Regions from separate parts of the Mus musculus genome. Here region 2 is linked to region 1. A link is a contact called in public Hi-C data. All regions are on one chromosome and are shown on one strand. Each heading gives the region's core, a stretch centred on a gene start, on an enhancer-like site or on the middle of the called end of the contact. The rest is flanking DNA. Distances are from core to core; before and after follow the strand shown.

Region 1 (3,104 bases), core at 406-2,905:
ACACACGAGCCTGAAGCACCTCCCACACGGCCAGCAGACAACCGACTTACTTTGGAAGCTGTCGGAACTCTCCTGAGTAATCTTCATATTTATAGGTCACAAGATGCCAGTCAGAGTTGTAGGTTTTGATGCACTGGTGGGGGGGTTTAGAGGAAACAAACAGAAACAGAAAGTCAGATGATGACTTCTGGGGAACATGAGGAGTTTTGGGAAGTCAGACCCTAGAGACATAAAAGTTCAGCTGTCAATCATCTAACATCACAAAGACTCCTGTGAGACACCAGACTCTGAACCAGTGAAACACGACCCTCGGGAGCAACTGTGTCGTTATCAATATCAACAATCTGACAGCAGCTTTTCTATGGCAACACTGAAATAGCAATAACTATTCCCGGCTTATAATCATTTGTTTTTATAAGAAATGTTTTATGTTGCTATGATGGTTTGGATGAGAATGCCCCCACAGGCTCATATATTTAAATGTTTGGTTGCTAGTTGGTGGAACTGTCTGAGAAGGCTTAGGAGGCGTGGCATTGTCAGACAAGGTATGCCACAGGATGGGGTAGAGCTTTGAAGTTTGAAAAGCCTGCACCATTGCCAAAATCTCACACTCAGGCTCATACATGTGAATCAAGATGTAAGTTCTCAGTTACTGTCTCAGTACCACACCTGCCACCATGCTCCCCACCACGATGGCCATGCACTCACCCTCCGAACTGTAAGCTCCCAGTAAACTCACTCCTCTATAAGCTACCTTCATCATGGCGTCTTACTACAGCAGTCAGTGGAAGGGTTACCAAGACAGTTGCATATGATTTACTTGTGTGTGTGTGGGGGGGGGAAGCACATGCCGTTGTACTCATGGAGAAGCTAGGGGTCAACTTGCCAAAGTTGATTCTCTCCTTCTACCACGCAGATCTGGAAGACCAGACTCAGGTCAGCAGGCTTAGCAGCAGGTGCCTTTACCTGCTGAGCCATCTACTGCATGGTGGTGGAAGAGGCCATATGTTTCTCTACTGGGACATGAGCGAGAATATCATGTGTGAACCTAGACACTTCATGATACCAACTTTAGAACTAGTGCTGTTAGTTACTAAAACCATTTAAATTTGTCCTCAGTTTTCTTCACATTCGTAAGTGATAGAGTGAGATTATGCGCAGGAAAGATGTAGACTTCAACTCACACGGCCCCATGACCTCTTTACCTGTGTACCTTTGTGTGTACATGGTCATGGTCATGTGCATGCATGTACATCCATGTGTGTGTGCATGCATGTGTGTGCGCGTGCACATGAGCTTGCATGTGTACTATACGTGGCACTCACTTCACTGCTAAGGCTTCTTCTAGTGTCACTATGGTTCACATACTATATCAGAACTACCTCACTACATGACTACAAGGGGCCAGCAGGGTGTCCTTCCTCTACCTTCTTGGGTGGCTGTGAGATTCTAATCAGCTCTTGACATACACAAAACTGATAGAGAAAAAGAACACATGAAAACCAACAAAGATGTATTTGTGTTATACCTATTTTTTTTTAAACTGGCTCGGCCTACCTTCTGTGGCCAGGCAGGCCTCCCAGTGGAGGGATAAGGACAGCAATCCACCCACAAAACCTTAGACCCAAGTTATAGCCTGCCTATGAGACATGCAGGGACAAAAATAGACACAGAGGGAATGGACAACCAATGACTGGCTCAAATTGAGAACCATCCCAAGGACAAGAACCAATCCCTGATTGTTAATGATTAACTATTAAATTAACTATTAATGATACTCTGCTATGCTTACAGACAGGAGCCTAGCATAAGGGTCCTCTGAGAGGCTCTACTCAGCAGCCAGTGGAAAGAGATGCAGAGACCCATAGGCGAATATTAGATGGAGCCCAGGGACTCTTGTGGGAGAGTTGAGAGACCCCAAAGAGGATAGAACTCCACAGGAAGTCCAACAGAGTCAAATAACCTGGACCCTTGGGGTCTCCCAGAGACTGAACCATCAACCAAAGAGCAAGCATGGGCTGGACGTAGGCCTCACCCCACTGCACACATATGTAGCAGATGAGCAGCTTGGGTGTCATGTGGGTCTGAAGAAAGGGCTATCCACTGGGCCACCTTGTCCAGTCTCAGTGAGAGAGGATATCTCTAGTCCTTCAATGACTTGATGAGCCAGGGGAGGGAGGATCTGGGGGAGGGGTCCCCATTCTCAGAAGAGAAGGGGAGGGGGAGTAGGGAGGATGGGGTGTTCTGGGAGGAGAAGGGGGCTAATATTAGGATGTAAGTAAATCAATTTTTTAATTAATAATAATAAAGATTGTAAAACAGAAAAAAACGGCTCACGAATAATGTTTTTTGAACAAAGCCCCTATTCTTATTCCACTTCATTGGCATCAATTGTTTTGTCTGCGTCACAACCTCCACCTGAGCAGCCACCAACTCAACAGAAACAACAATGGGTGCTTGCTTTGTTTTTTTCTCCCGCCCCCCCCCACCCCCCCAGTAAGCATTTTTCTTGAAAAGATGCAAAGGGAAGGAAGTATGGGTATTCTAGATTATTCCTTGAAGGTGAAAGAAAATGAGAGAAGAAGGAAGAGCAGAGTCAGGGGAGGTGAGCATTCTCCTTTGACTATGTAACTGTAAACATTTTAATGTTACTGTATCCTTAGGAATACTTTTCACAGTTTCCGGCAATACTTTCACACCTGGGCATCAGGTATGAACATTCAAATTTACATTCCAACGCCACCAAGTAAGGTTTGAAAGTCGCACACGGTTCCAGGTTTTCCACAGCGGCCCCCATGCAGGTGGGCCTGGCTCTGTGTGGCACACGCCCTTTCTCATTATTGGGTCATGATGCTCTGAGCATCAAGAACTGCAGCTGCTGTCACTGAGGATCTAACTGAGGGACATCCTGAGGGACATCCTGAGGGACAGTGTGCACCCAGCTAACTAAAAGCAAGGGGTAGAGACAAAAGTGAAGAGTATGAATATTTTTCACGAATGAAATATTGGAATTCCGACATGTTCACAATCTTAAGCAAAATGGGGAATTATAAATATTTAAAATTATAAGAAACTGTATAATAAGGACTCAGCAATAAAGGGAC
Region 2 (3,104 bases), core at 411-2,910, 34 kb after region 1:
GCAGAAAACATGAGAACACTAGAAAGAGCAGTCATGTTTTTTTAAGAGAAGTCACTTCTACATTATTTGAAAGAAAAAAATCAGAACATCACTACAAGCTACTTAGTTCTTCCGGTAACGATTTCTGCCCATCCAGAGAACCACGAGAGAACAAACACATTTCAGGATATCCACCCAGGAAACCCAAACCACACAACATCCTTCATCTTCCACTCTAGGATTTCACCCTAGGAGGCATGCAGGTGACTCAAGCCACGATGATACAATGAGCTATCTATCAGGCTTGAAGATAGGGAGCAAACAACTGTAAACTTTATATTCCAGAAAAGGGGCGGAGGCAGTAAATCTGTATGTTAAAAATGAACTGTGTGCGTGTGGCGGGGTGGGGTGGGAGGGGGAGCCAACTTATTTGACTGACTTTCAGTCAAGAACAAGCAGTACAGTTTTGAAGGCGGCGCAATACAAGTAAGTTAACCCCCCTCATCACAAAGGAAAGCGATTCGGTCAGGGTGAAATATGCTCTTGGAGAGTTTAAGCTCCCACCCTCACAGCTGTTAATTGCCAGTGCAGTAAACTGGAAACCAAACACTAGAGCACTAGAGCAGCCACAACTGAACTTCCATGTTTGGGGTGGGGAAAGCTACACAGAGGTACTAGGCACTAGCTTGACAATCCCTTTAACAGCCCGTGTGAAAGGCTCAATTGTCCCCTCGGCAGAGCACGCTGGTGGTTTCTGCAGCTTGCTTTAAAAAATTATGTGCCTTTATTGTACTAAAGAAATTCCAAACGGGAAGCACAGCCTACTCATTGACGGTTAACAACACAATTACTTTACATGGTCTTCCCTTCCAGAGTCTAAGAAGGCACTTGAGTTTGTTCAAACTACTATGGGTTTGGCTAATGCTAAAACATCAACTTTGCTGTCAGCTGAGATTCTTTCTGACTCTGTTCAACACAAACGCCCCTGATAAAAATAAACAAGGGGAAGAGACCGGCGTGCACTCCTCAGCACCTACCTGCCTTGTTTTCTCACTGACATAAATAGACAATGCACAGAAGGGTTTAAGTCTGCAAAATACTTCCTTTCCAACTCCCAGGGTGCTGTTAAAACCCCCGCCCAGTTGACTTCTGAAAAAAAAAAATCGTTGTGGCTAGGTGTGACAAAATTTTTGAACAATACTAAATTGTTTTATGCAAAGCTCCTCCCAGAAACCTGTTCACCCACAAACGTCAACATTTCTTTCCTGAGGAAGGATGGAAGTAGACTTCAGGCCAGTCTATAAGGAAAGGTAGAGATAAGGGTTTCCTAGAGACAGGCGGAGCAAGTCAGAAAGGAGCAAGTCGGAAAGTCAGAAAGAGCAGCGGGATGCGGTGGGTCACTGACTCATTCAGAAGCAGTCACGGTCCCGGGACAGGGCGACAGGACGGGACTCTTACCAATGTGGAGCTCTCTGCCTCCACGTCTGCCTGAGCTGCATCCTTGTACTGCAGGGGGGACTCGATGACCAACTCCTTCTTGTCACTTCTACCGCTCGTCCTGTACTTCTCAGCCTGCATTCTCCACACAGACCACTGTCAGAAAGCCTGCAGCAGGGACAGCTGAGAGTCCCCCACCAGCCGCACCGCTGGCCAGAGAAAGGAAAGGAAGCCTGAAGCCTGTTTCCCAGGCACTGGAAGTGCAGAGCCTGAGGGGTGGGGAAGGCATGACCGAGAAGGCCAGCCTCTAGGGGTGTTACTACAGCTAGGAGAATGGGAGGCTCCTGCTCGCTGGCCAAAGAAAAACAACCCCCAAACAGAACAATACACAGTGTACTGCCTCTGCAATGAAAGACCAGCCTCATTGTGTCTGTTCCACACAGCGTGGGCCAAATCAATGTGAATCCAAATAGTGCAGCATTGAGAAGGAAGCCTGCCGATCCCAGCGAGGCTCCCTCATAAGGACTTCCGATCTGAAGCCCCCAGCTAGGTCGCCTGGCTGGTCTAAAAGTTGCAGTTTCAAAACGCTTTCATTTGTGTTATGGCTAAGCACCAAGAACTTGGCTCCTGATCAAAGCAGGACCAAACGAGCAAGCAAGGGTGTTCCCAGGAGGTACAGTTCAAGAAATCATTTCTCCTTGCAGGACAGACAGCAGCAGACAAACTCATGTATCTGTTTTATGCCAGGGAGATGATACCGTAATGCTGAATAAATTAATAATGCAGCCAAAGCATTTACCATGGACATTTTCTTTGCACACAACAACGTGTGTGTGCCAGGATGTAGTGTGCCCAGTGTTAAAGGATGGAGAAGGTCAGAGTGGAAACGTAAAGCAGAAAGTCTCTTCCCTCAAGAATAGGAAAAAGATGGGAAGTCCAAAGATATCCTGAAGAAGAGAGATACACAGATGTTCTTGCAGAAGTCTGCTATCAGGAGTTACAGAGCCAAAGTTTGGAGCTGAGATGAAAGGATGGACCATGTAGAGACTGCCATATCCAGGGATCCACCCCATAATCAGCATCCAAACGCTGACACCATTGCATACACTAGCAAGATTTTATTGAAAGGACCCAGATGTAGCTGTCTCTTGTGAGACTAGGCCGGGGCCTAGCAAACACAGAAGTGGATGCTCACAGTCAGCTATTGGATGGGTCACACGGCCCCCAATGGAGGAGCTAGAGAAAGTAGCCAAGGAGCTAAAGGGATCTGCAACCCTATAGGTGGAACAACATTATGAACTAACCAGTACCCCGGAGCTCTTGACTCTAGCTGCATATATATCAAAAGATGGCCTAGTCGGCCATCACTGGAAAGAGAGGCCCATTGGACTTGCAAACTTTATATGCCCCAGTACAGGGGAACACCAGGGCCAAAAAGGGGGAGTGGGTGGGCAGGGGAGTGGGGGTGGGTGGATATGGGGGACTTTTGGTATAGCATTGGAAATGTAAATGAGTTAAATACCTAATAAAAAATGGAAAAAAAAAAAAAAAGAAGTCTGCTATCTTTTTTGTTTCCTCATATTCCCTGAAGGAGTAACTTTTTAAGAGATCAACTAGCAAAAATCAAAACACAAGCATCGGAGAGGTTCGCTACAAGGATGCACGAAGGGGTTTGCTACAAAGATGCA

The links. A called contact is a pair of places that touch in the nucleus more often than the background predicts.
Region 2: a Hi-C map of liver shows a contact between it and region 1, with 1.6 times the contacts expected there. The contact joins the promoter of Dock9 here to the enhancer-like site in region 1. A contact is called at or near these places in 1 of 39 promoter capture datasets (macrophages), 10 of 484 Hi-C or Micro-C datasets (brain, brown adipocytes, cerebral cortex and 6 more), 4 of 115 datasets of contacts at active chromatin or transcription factors (embryonic fibroblasts, embryonic stem cells, heart atrium and 1 more) and 2 of 9 other capture datasets (adipose tissue and embryonic stem cells).

What each region holds. Positions count from the first base shown.
Region 1 is chr14:121,662,461-121,665,564 of GRCm38.p6, forward strand. Dock9 (dedicator of cytokinesis 9) reads right to left here. Exons shown (of 54, transcript NM_001081039.1): 4 at 51-133. Among named protein-coding and RNA genes, the nearest start is that of Dock9, 34 kb to the right of the region's middle. Within about 2 kb of position 1,656, at least 3 of the 459 cell types and tissues checked have an H3K27ac peak or open chromatin away from gene starts, as enhancers often do. A contact at or near this core is called in liver, where this site is marked.
Region 2 is chr14:121,696,757-121,699,860 of GRCm38.p6, forward strand. Dock9 (dedicator of cytokinesis 9) reads right to left here and starts at 1,661. Exons shown (of 54, transcript NM_001081039.1): 1 at 1,438-1,661. The coding sequence starts at 1,557.